Regions from separate parts of the Gossypium hirsutum genome. Here region 1 is linked to region 2. Evidence: chromatin contacts called from public Hi-C data. All regions are on one chromosome and are shown on one strand. The core of a region is the stretch at or near the end of the contact, and the rest is flanking DNA. Distances in the headings are between cores, read along the strand shown.

Region 1 (5,685 bases), core at 2,218-4,717, 570 kb before region 2:
AGAAGTCAGTTTACTTAAAGAGGCATAGAGTCGAAAATGGGATAAAAAAACAAGTTGAGAGAGAGAGAGAGAGGAAGGGCGACGGAAGGAGGGATTTTTTCATAGTAATTTTAGAGTTTAAAAAGTTGATCCCTTCTTCATCATTAGAAGGGTATTTATTGGAGGAAGTCCTCTTGTCCACTAGTGTGATGTGGTACATTACTATTAGGAAAGTTACCATCATGCGAAGCGTGAAAGTGCACTTTAGGACCTATTCTATTGTGGTTTCAATTAGTACAAAGTTGTTACACCTAAATGGGCCACTAATTGTACTAAAAACATATTCACACTTGAAGAGCGTTCACACTTAAAAGCGGGTGCCTTAGAAACAGATGCTTATCTCATTATAGAGGAGTGGGAAGGCTTGCTAGAAATGCTCATCTAACGGGTGGTCCTGATAACGAAAGGATGCTGCTCCCCTAACTAACACGGTGATCAATTAGGACATTGTCTCATGTAAAGTCAAATGGGAGGGTAACACCTTCTGCCTTGTTAATATGTATCTAGGTGGAGGAGGAATATAACATAATTAAGTAATCATGTGTTTTTATTCAGTTAATATATTTATCATTATTTTTGTTATAGAAATAAGGTGAGAGTTAAAAAGTTAGCATAATAAAAAATTTAATTTGTAATATTTACATATTCTGTGACTTCCATTATTTTTAAGTGTTTTGCTTAGCTCATTAAATCTTCCCTAGCTTCCCATTCTCAACTTTCTTCTTCTAGCTCTTCATAAACCTTCTCTTTTGCCATTTTGGTTGTAAAATACAGTTAAAAAGTCATACCAGTTCGTAAGCGAAACACAAATCATTTAGAAACGAAAATATTCATAAAGCATATAAATGGTAAAATCCGTCAGAGTTCCTTAGTAATTTAAACTGAATTGTGAAAATCTTTATAAAGCTAAATCAAGAGCTAATGTCATTTTCTTTCCTATGACTCGCTGGGGGAAACAAACGGAAGGAAATGATAGAAGATTAAATGCATAAATAAATTAGAAATTCACAATGTAAATTAGTTTCTCTTCTCATTTTTTTGGTTCTCATAATGGAAAGATTTCAAAGAAAAAAATTTGGAAATAAATAAAGTAGTTAATAAGCTTTATATTATTATTAAACGTTGAATATTAAACTTATTATTATGTGAATTTTAAATTGTGAGTCAACATTTTATTATAAAATTGATAACAAATAATAGAATTAAAAAATAAAAATATAATTAATTGAATGACTATTTTATAATTAAATAATAAAAATACTAAGTTACACTCAAAAACATTATAATATAAAAAGTGGGGGGTGGTATTAAATTCATGATAATGTATTAGAAGGATGAGTCACATTTTGCAAAAGTCCTAATGTACTTAAATGTCACTCTCAATTTGTTTGAAATGCTATTGTAACACTTTATTGTAGATATTACTTCGTGAACTGTTTTCCATAAGTACTAATAAACTGCACTTAACCAAGGGGAAAAATAAACTTAACCTAGTTGACGATCAAAACAAGAAAAGGGATAGGATAATTTGACTGAATTAAATCAACTCGTTAAAATATATAAATTCTGATGCTTTCATCCTTATCCAATTAATTTGTTTCCATATTAGTTATCTTTTAGGGTCAATATTTTAATTCATTGGGTATTTGCTTTACACCCTGTTTGAATTAATCCCTTTAAAAAAAAAAATACATATCATCTTGAATAAAAATAATTCATTACAATATTTTTTCAAATATAAATTTTTAAATAATTATATAAAATGAGTAAAGAAAAAATATTTTATATTTTAATAATATGTTTTTTATTTCTTTAGGTTACCTAAGCATTTTGATGGATAGTAGGTACTCAACTTTTTTTAATTTTTCCTTTTTTAAGTTAAAATTCTTTCCATCATCCTCAATCGGAGAAAGTGGTTCGAATTTTTGAGAAAATTTATTAAAAAGAATAACTATTAATCCTAAAGGTGGATTACAAAACTAATATTAAAGATAATAAAATTAAAATTTTATCCATTCCTTCTCTTATTTTACTCTAATTTCCTTCTTTATACCTTAATCCTAGGATTAATTAATTATTTTTAGATTCAATGAATTCTTCGATTCTCTATTTTTTCTTTCGTGTTTTAAACAGCATGGAATAAGGCTGAGAAAATTTTCCTGAATCGATTTTCTTTCTTTCCATATATTGAAATTAAACATTAAATTGTTGTCCGTTCCTATCACAATATATCCATTTCACCAAAATCTAAAAGCTACTCTTCAACTACAAAACAATAGTCATTAATAGTAACATTAATTTGTGGATATCTTCTTCAGTACGTAAGAATGTAATGGATAGGTTTTTGCTAGGAAGGGTTTGGATGGATAAATTTGTTTGTCATGGTTAAATAATTTTTTTTGTTATTTAAATTTCGATCCAAAGTTAATATTTGAGTTTTTATTCTTATTTGATACTTGAATTTAGCATTTAAGGTTTTTTTTGTTGTTATCTTAATTAAATATCTAAATTTGACTTCTATTTTTAATTTAGTATCTGAACTTTTTTTTCGTACATTAAGTATCTATGCTTTTTACTAGAGTACTAGGTCAAACATTCATTGGGTCACGTCATTCTGTTTAGTTTAGATACCAAATTAGATATTAAAACTAAATTTAGGCACCAAATGATATATTAGTCCTTTATATAAAATGATATATTAATCTTAAAGAAAAAACATTTTGGTCACTAAATTATTAATAAGTTTACATTTTGGTCATTCAACTTCAAAAAATTACAAAATAGTTATTGAACTATTCAAAAGTTATTTATTTAAGTCACTAAGTTATTTTTTTTAAAGTCCGATTAGTGAGTTTCAAGTGACAATTCAACGATTTGTTTAATGGATTAGTACCTATCGATTAGTAGAAGAAAATACCTTAGATCCAAGTTGATTTAACAACTAGTATTCAAAATCAAAGAAAAAGTTGTTTGAATTTTGATTTGTAGTTTTTTTAGTTCAAAGTTGTTTAATGAAACAAAGTGAACTGTAAAAGAGAAGGGGAAAAAGAGCTTTCAATTGGTGTAGGCGATGCTAATAGAAATGATTATACAACAGCAACTTTAACAGTTTAGTGACTTAAATTAAAACTTTTTGATAATTCAGTGATTATTTTTGTAACATTTTAAAATTAAATGATCAAAACATAAACTTACTAATAATTTAATAGCCTTTACTTTAATTAAAAAAAAAAGAAAAAAAGAAAAAAAGAAAAAAGCAGCAGCAAAGCCCATAGATAAAAAAGGTTTGAATGTGACACTCCTACCCTCTACCCTATTCCAAAGCCATGTGAGCAATCAGAAAAGTTTCGATTGGTTTAATGTGGATCTAAAGGGCAAGAGAAAAATATCAACTTGCTTGACTTGACGGGAGGCTTTAAATAATTCGTTTAAACTATCTCAAGTTTAAATAATAGATAACACTATCCTCATAGTCCCCAAGTCGTCATGAACTTACTGTCACATCCAACATTTGTACTTTTTTTTGCTTTTTTAATAAAGAAAAATAGGATTTGTTGTTTAAGTTAATATTTATAATTTAGGACTTATTATTTTATTATAATTTTTATAATTAATTACTAATATAATTTTAAAAATAAATTTTATATTATTATAATATAAATCCTTAACCTTAAATTTTATATTTCTACACAAAAACTTTAAATCCTAAACCTTAAACTTTAAACTTTAAATATTAAACATTAGATCTTAAAACCTTAAATACTAAGTTTAAAATTTAAGTCCTAAGTATACATCTTAAAAAAAGTAAATCTAATAATTGAAATATTAAATATTAAGTATAAATATTAAGTGTGTATTTTGACACCACAAAATAATGGATGAAATTGTAATTAGAAAGACTATAATTCTCTATGTCGTGTTTAGTAATACAAATTATAGTTATATAATTTAAATTCTATAAAAAAATATAAACAATATTTGAGAGAAAAATAACAAGATAAATAATCATCATATGTAATTTTATTAATTGCTTTAATATTTTATATTTGCTGGGTTATTTATTCTCTAACATTTAACATATACTAATTAATTTGTTGGTTTTTAACCAATTTCTTTATCATCTAAACTGAAAATTGAATATGTATCATTAATTATTATTAGGATCTTCATCTTTTGTATACTCTTTAAAGTATGAATTATCTTAATTCCACTTACGAATGAAGTTACGAAGTAAGCAACATGCTAATATGATTCACTCAATTTGTTAGTCATCCTTTAAGAATTGGAGAATGTAATTTGAACGCTTCAATTATACTCAATTAAGTGAGACCCATTAATTACAATGGTTATTCAACTATGTAATTTTTGTATAATTAAAAAAACTTACACCCAATCCAATTACTAAGTAGTTTTTCAGACACTACTCAAATATTATTTTAAATAGGGCAAATTACACAGATAGTCACCCAACTATATCAAATTTTGGTCACTCTCGTTAAAATCACAAACGAAAATCACAAACGAAGTTACATAGTTCAGTTATTTTGGCCACTCACAAATTTTAGGAACTCAAAATAAAAAGTTTGCAATTTAAGCACCCAAGTTACATAGTTTAGTTATTTTGGTCACTCCTATTAAAATCACAATCGAAAAGCTAATGTAATGTTAAAAAAATCAATAAAATAACAAATTTAGTCCTCAAATTTTACATATTATATCAATTTGGTCATAATATTAAAAAATTAACCCTCAAATTTACAAATAGTTCCAATTTGATTCTAATTCTAAAAAATTCAAAAAAAAATACATAAATATTTTCAAAAAAATATAATAATAAAATTAAATTTTATGTTAATATTAATATTAGTATTCATATTAATATTAATTAAATAAACATAATTATGGATCATGTTTGAATTGATATATTATGGAAGATTGTTGAATGAAAAGTTATATATAAAGAATTACTTAATAAAACTAAAACCTTAGAATAATTCTAAAAAAGAAAATAGAAAAAATCTGCAAAAAGGAAACAAAAATAGGAAAAAGTGACAACTTCATTAAATAAGACAATGGAATTTTTTGAGCTATTTTTATAGCATCTGAGCTGAATGATGATGAATAAGATTTTAACTCTAGATTCAAGGTTTCTATAATCAAGCATGTATTGACTAACCTTGCCTTCTTTGACAATCATATTTTCCTCTATAATCTTCAACCAAATACAAACCTCAACAAAACTAAGCACCAAATTAGTAAGTACAATTCCCTTTCAACTCCAACACGGGCTAAAACAGACAACTTGTAACATCTCTTAGCCTATTAGGAAAACATGACATATATCAATCAGCCAAACAAATCATCCAACGGATCCGGGCGTTACTAATAGACTCAAATCCTTTGGCTTAATTTAAATATTTGAGAAATCGGTTGTAAGGGTTCTTCTTTGAATTAAAGATTATTAATCTCGGTTCATTTAGTAATGAATCCTTAAAGAAAATAATAGGAATTAATAAAGGAAATCTTTAAAACATACGTTGCCATGTATGGCTAATACACTTAATAGAAAAGGCAAATTTGTAAATTACGAATCAATGGAGTTTGGCGTACACGTGAATAATAAGAGGCAGCTTCACTTTAAGACAA
Region 2 (6,170 bases), core at 261-2,760:
CCCAATTTTAACCAATGATATTTCAACCTTGGTTAATTCAATATTATCCTAAGATGAATATAAGAAAATTCTCTCTTTAATTCAATATTCAAAGTTGATAATTACAAAAAAAAGGGTTATATGCCTACTTAAAAGAAAATTTTGGGTTGTATTTTTTAGGGAAAGACTCCAATTCAAATCTTAAAGGTGACATTCTTGAGAGAGATAACTATAAACCCAGAATAGATTAATCTTTATGAACTGTAAATTAGTCCTAAAAGATACATTGGTTAAAAAAAGTGAAAATATTTGGGTTTTTCTTAAAGCTTACAAGCTTAACTTTAAAAAGTATAAATCTAATTAAAAGTTTTAATTAAAAAAATTAAAATTAAAATATCATCACACTGGAGTAGAGATTTTTTTCTAGATCCACCTATAGTTTAAATTGTTGGTGGCATTGGAGCGAAAAAATGGTACGATGGATCGTGGTTGAATAACTTAAAAATTAGAAAAGATTTTGGTAGAGCAGAAGGACTGGTCTCAGTGAAGCACAGGGGCGTAGCTAGGGGGGCTGGCATGGGCCCTAGTCCCCCCTAAAATAGAAAATTCTATTTTAGGCCCTTGAAATTTTTTAAAAATTTTAAATTAATAAAGGTAAAATTGCACTTTGGCCTCCCTAAAATTATAAAAATTCAATTTAATCCTTTACAAATTATAAAAATATAAACTATAAAAAGTTAAAATTTCATCTGGCCCCCCCTAAAAAAATTTTCTGGCTTCACCCCTGTTGAAGCATGTCCAGATCAAAGATAAGAAAAGATTTCAGTGATGTAAAAAGACTGGTTCAGTGGAGCATGTTGTGAGAAGCATTTAAATCAAGTTTATTTCGTTGAAGCATGCGACTAAGATCATGTATGAAATCTTTATGTGGCAATCTTCTCCTTCAACTTATAATGGGTTGACCACCTCGATTCCACGACCCTATTCATCTAAATAATTCCATCTCTTAGAATTCTTAATATCAAGTAAGAAATTATTTATTGTATCTTCCTTAGTTGATATATGTTTAACCCACACTCTCTTATATGTTACAATGATAACAGTGACAAAGTTAAGGGTATTGAATTGGCTAATATTTATATGTGATAAGCTTGCTTAAAATAAATATATTTTTTCAATAAAATAATATCATAATATAGCTCAAACATACTAAACTTAAAGGAAAATATTTATTATATTGTTAGTGGAGTTTTTAAACTCTACAAGTAGAATTAGAGAATTGACAAGTATCTTATAGTGGTTTTAAAAAAATAAACATTTAAGAAAACATATAACAAATTTTTAAAATTATTTATGGAATAAAAAAATACGTTCCCAAATTAACATTCTTTAGTTAAATACCAAATTAACACTTCAACATGACAAATAAGGTGATATCAATATTTAATATTAGATTTAATTTGTAATAAAGTTTTTTCCCAAATTAACCCATCAGGTGATATGAATATCTAATATTACATTTAATTTGTAAAAAAGTTTTTGTTTTGAAATAATAATAACAGTTTTCAATCTTATCCTCATTTTGTAATTCTGTTTTTAGTGAAAGTGGTGGCAGTCCATTGTGAGGTGTGAACATTACAGTGTATCAAAATTTGGATTTCCCATCTTCGTCTTTCACTCTCTTTTTTTATTTATTTTATATCCAAAGCGTAAATCATAAGTAACAGCCAAAATCCCAAAACCAAAAACTCTATTTGAAGTTTAAACACACACACCACTCCACCCTTTGAGGCCAAAGCTATAAAGATGGAGAAGATTGAGCACACCACGGTGACCACCAACGGCATAAAGATGCATGTGGCATCCATTGGCTCCGGCCCAATAATCCTTTTCTTACACGGCTTCCCTGAGCTTTGGTACACCTGGCGCCGCCAGCTTCTTTCGCTCTCATCCCTTGGCTACCGTTGCGTCGCTCCCGATCTCCGTGGCTACGGTGACAGCGACGCCCCTCCATCGCCCGAATCATACACTGTTTTTCACGTTGTGGGGGATCTCGTAGGCCTCCTCGACGCCCTTGGTGTTGACAAGGTGTTCTTGGTGGGGCATGATTGGGGTGCGATGATTGCTTGGAATTTTTGCTTGTTCAGGCCTGATAGAATCAAGGCTTTGGTCAACTTGAGCGTTCCTTATCATCCTAGGAACCCCAAGGTGAAGACTGTGGATGGGTATAGAGCTTTGTTTGGTGACGATTTTTATATTTGCAGGTTTCAGGTGAATCACTTAACCTAGTTTATATTTTCTCTTCTATCTTCTGAATTGTCAATTTTTACAATGATGGGGAAGTGCAAAACAGCAGCTATGTTCAACACAATTTTAATAAACCATCTTCACAAATTACAGCTATCCAATCTATTTCACCCTTTTTTTAAGCCTTGTTTGATTGTTCTGCATGAGAGACTTGTTTGACTCACTTGGAGTATGTACATTTTGGGATAGTTAAGAAGCATAGATTTTGTGATTTGGGAATAATTGGGGCCCCTTATCTCTATTCTTGTGTAATGGGTTTTTAGCATTTAAGTTTCCTGCCCCACCCTCTGCCGTTCCAATTAATTTGGTCTCGGCATTTTAAGTTCATTTTGTTTTTCTTTTTTTTCTTTTTTTTGGAATAATTGCTAATCGAATTTATCATGATATCAGAACTCTCGAGTTCAAATCTTAACAATATCTGGTGAATCTCGTTCATCATTCCTCCGACTTACATGTTAGGGGACTTGTTGAAACTTTTTTAATAACAAGTAGACGTAGAGGTTGTCTAAGGATTGAACCCATGACTGGTGTCACCGAGACTTGAACACAGATTCTTTGTCACTCCATCAATGCTTCATTCGAGGGGGACTTGCTGCAACTTAAATATGATAGTTGGGTCTTTATCTTAGCCTAAGCTTTTGGGATCATTGGTAACAAATTCTAGTGTCTTATTATCTCATCTACTAATGTATAAATAGACAAACTTCTGCATTCCCCTATCCCTTTTCTGAACTTCTATGATGAACTTCCCACAAATGGTTGGTGTGATTAATGAATGTAGCTATAGACTATACCCAACTCTGCTTGATCCAAAAATAAGATGATAGTGAATAGGAAGTTTGCATGATTGAGACCACCTTTAGTATACAATTTTTTCTTGTTACAGCAAATGGAATTGCTGTCATCTTCTTCCCCTTTCCTACCCTTCAATTCAATATGATTTTCATAAATATGCTGTAGGTACCAGGGGAGGCTGAAGCACATTTCGCGCAGATGGATACTGCCAAAGTTCTGAAGAAATTTCTTACAACTCGAGATCCAAATCCTCCTTGTATACCTAAAGAAACAGGGTTGAAAGCGTTACCTGATCCTCCAGCCTTACCCTCTTGGCTCTCCGAAGACGAAATCAATTACTTTGCCACCAAATTTAATCAGAAGGGCTTCACTGGAGGACTCAACTATTATCGAGCTATGAATCTGTACGTGTAGGCTGTGATTGTTCAACTCTCATTTCCATTTGATTTTTCTGCCTAATTAAGTTCCACTTCTTTGTTTTTTCAATAATCTATCATTGAAGGTAGCCAAGATGATCTGATATGTTCTTGTTTGCAGAAACTGGGAACTGATGGCACCATGGACTGGATTACAAATCCAAGTACCGGTTAAGTTCATCGTAGGCGACCTGGACATTACCTACCACATCCCTGGTGTTAAGGAATACTTACAAAATGGCGGATTCAAGAAAAATGTGCCTTTCTTGCAGGAACTAGTTGTCATGGAAGGAGTAGCCCATTTTATCAACCAAGAAAAGCCTCAGGAGATTAGCATGCACATTTATGACTTCGTTAAGAAATTCTAGGTTCTTGCCCTTCTCTTGTTTTCAACTCTTCCCTTGAAGCTTGTCACCCAACAATAAGGCCAGTTTTATACCATAGCAAGGCCATTTGCTTGCTCTATTTAATGTTTTCCCTGTTTTATTTGAACTACTGAAATTCATATTTTTGCAGTGCTTTGCGTCTGGTTATCAGCTTATGGAACTCAATGCTGTTCTGATTTATATATAAGAAATACAGACATCCAACAACGTTCTTCAGTCACTCTAAAATCCTTTCCGTTAAACAAATTATAAAAGATTCCAAATTACAATCATGGAAAAGAAAAAGAACAGGAAAGGTGGAAAGCAAAAAAAACAAAACTGAGCATTCCCATTATCATGATGGGTTGATAAGTTTTTTTTTTTTCCAGTGCAGTTGGAATCTCAAACCCTGAAGCCTTTGCTGTTCCTTCTTCCTCTAGCCCTCTCAAATTTCCTTGCTTTTGACCGCACATAGGGCTTGGTGTGGCTGTGTGGCACACCAGGAGCAGGTCCGAAGTGCTTCACAGCCTCACGAGCATTCTTTGGACCTCGAAGGAGAACCTGCATATTTTCAATGTAGAATTTAAGTCAATTTCACCATTGCAGTATGTAGATCAGTAATTGATAGCAATTCTTTTTGTCAAAGCTTCAAATGAAATCTGTTAAACCAATAGAGAAACAGGGAAATGATATGAAAGACATAATTCAAAGAGTATAATCTTTTGAAATGAAAGTATTTCACAAAGGTGGATTGCACAAAATAAGATATAATTTACTTTGTTAAGGCGAACCTACACCTGCACTTTAGAACTGCCATAATCATACAGTGAAATACTCAATTGACCACTGCAGGAAGACAGGAGGAGGAACACTTTTATCTATACAACACAGAAGCCCAAAACTCAAAACTTAGTATGATTTGAGCTATTAGAACTTCGCCCATTCATACAATTCAAACCAAGTTTTATCATCAATCCTTCCTACCAAAAAATGATTAATATATGACATTCCAAAGCTAGCAAAAACAAGTCAGCAATTCCAAACAACAACCAGATAATTTCAGTTTCGAGATGACTAGTAAACAATTGCAGAATCCAGGCAACTGAAGTAAAAGATTTGTATGATAAAGCATACCGTGTTCTGTCCAAGAGGTGCTCGAAGAGCAAGTTGGTCAAATGTTAAACATTCCCCACCAGCCTTGTCAATTCTCGCCCTCGCTGTCTTAGTGAACCTTAGTGCAGTAACCTTCAGAGCGGGAACTTCATATATACGAATGTCATCGGTGACAGTTCCAACTACCACTGCAATCTTATCCTCCTACTTGATCAAACCAATAATAAGATCAATCACTCATCACACAATAATTTAAATTAGAAATTGGAAAAACCTTAGAAACAAATTCAAAAGAAAAGTGAGTCACCTTGCCCTTCATGAATTCAATCAATCTGGATAGAGGCAGAGGAGGCTTGTTCACTTTGCACATAAAAAGACGCTTCAAAATCACAGCATTGAATTTGCTGCCAGTCCTTACCAGAAATCGGTAAAGCTGGTAATGGATGCAAACACATTTAAAAACATTCAAATTTCCTTCATTAAACCAAAAAAAAAAACAAAAGCACAATGAAACGACTGGAACAGAGCAGGAACCTTGACGATGAGTTTGAGGTAGATATCATCGGACTTGGGAGCAGTTCTCTTCGTCTTCTTGCTCTTGCCGCCGGCGACCAAGTCGATACCCTGAAATTGCAATGAAAAGAACAAGGTTCAAAAAAATATTAGAAAAATAAAGAAATGGCTCTGAGTGAGGGTTTGGGAGAGGAAAGAGATACCATGGCCTGTGAAGCTGATACGAGGGGGAAGGCAGTGCCTAGTGAGGGAAAATGGCCTTAATAGCAACTTAGTGTGAGAGACCTAGGGTTTTAGAAATCTTTCCCATTGAGATCCATTAATTCCAATGTCACCAGCTTCTTTAATCCATTGATTTGATGAGTCCGGCTGTAGTTCTGAGCTTATTGGGGCCAGAAACGGATGAATAAATTTGAATTTGAAGTTCAGAGGCCCATGTTAAGTTCTCTAGCCCAAAGCATTGCCAACTTTCTCAAATCACAAGTGTTAATTTTTTTCATTTATTATTGTATTTAATTATTTAAATATCATCTACAAATATATTTATTTAAATATCATTAATCATTATATTTATTTTTTAAACATTTCATTAAAGTATTTAAATCTAATTTTTTTTAAGTTTCCAACATTATATCTAAATTCAACCTTTTAATTTCCAACTATAACATTTGACAGCTAAACA

What was found. Hi-C and Micro-C count contacts between places; a contact is called where the count stands out from the background.
Region 1: a contact with region 2 is called in a Hi-C map of leaf, with 2.5 times the contacts expected there. The contact joins the enhancer-like site here to the promoter of LOC107926277 in region 2. A contact is called at or near these places in 4 of 34 Hi-C or Micro-C datasets (leaf and seedling).

What each region holds. Positions count from the first base shown.
Region 1 is chrA08:17,779,288-17,784,972 of Gossypium_hirsutum_v2.1, reverse strand. No RefSeq gene overlaps it. Among protein-coding and RNA genes, the nearest start is that of LOC107893484, 22 kb to the left of the region's middle. Within about 2 kb of position 3,467, at least 3 of the 9 cell types and tissues checked have an H3K27ac peak or open chromatin away from gene starts, as enhancers often do. A contact at or near this core is called in leaf, where this site is marked.
Region 2 is chrA08:17,204,072-17,210,241 of Gossypium_hirsutum_v2.1, reverse strand. LOC107926277 (epoxide hydrolase A) reads left to right here and starts at 1,510. Exons shown (of 3, transcript XM_016857130.2): 1 at 1,510-2,250; 2 at 3,247-3,485; 3 at 3,619-4,012. The coding sequence starts at 1,786. The coding sequence ends at 3,865. LOC107926359 (60S ribosomal protein L18-2) reads right to left here and starts at 5,871. Exons shown (of 5, transcript XM_016857237.2): 1 at 5,692-5,871; 2 at 5,510-5,599; 3 at 5,283-5,408; 4 at 4,997-5,179; 5 at 4,036-4,423. The coding sequence starts at 5,694. The coding sequence ends at 4,265.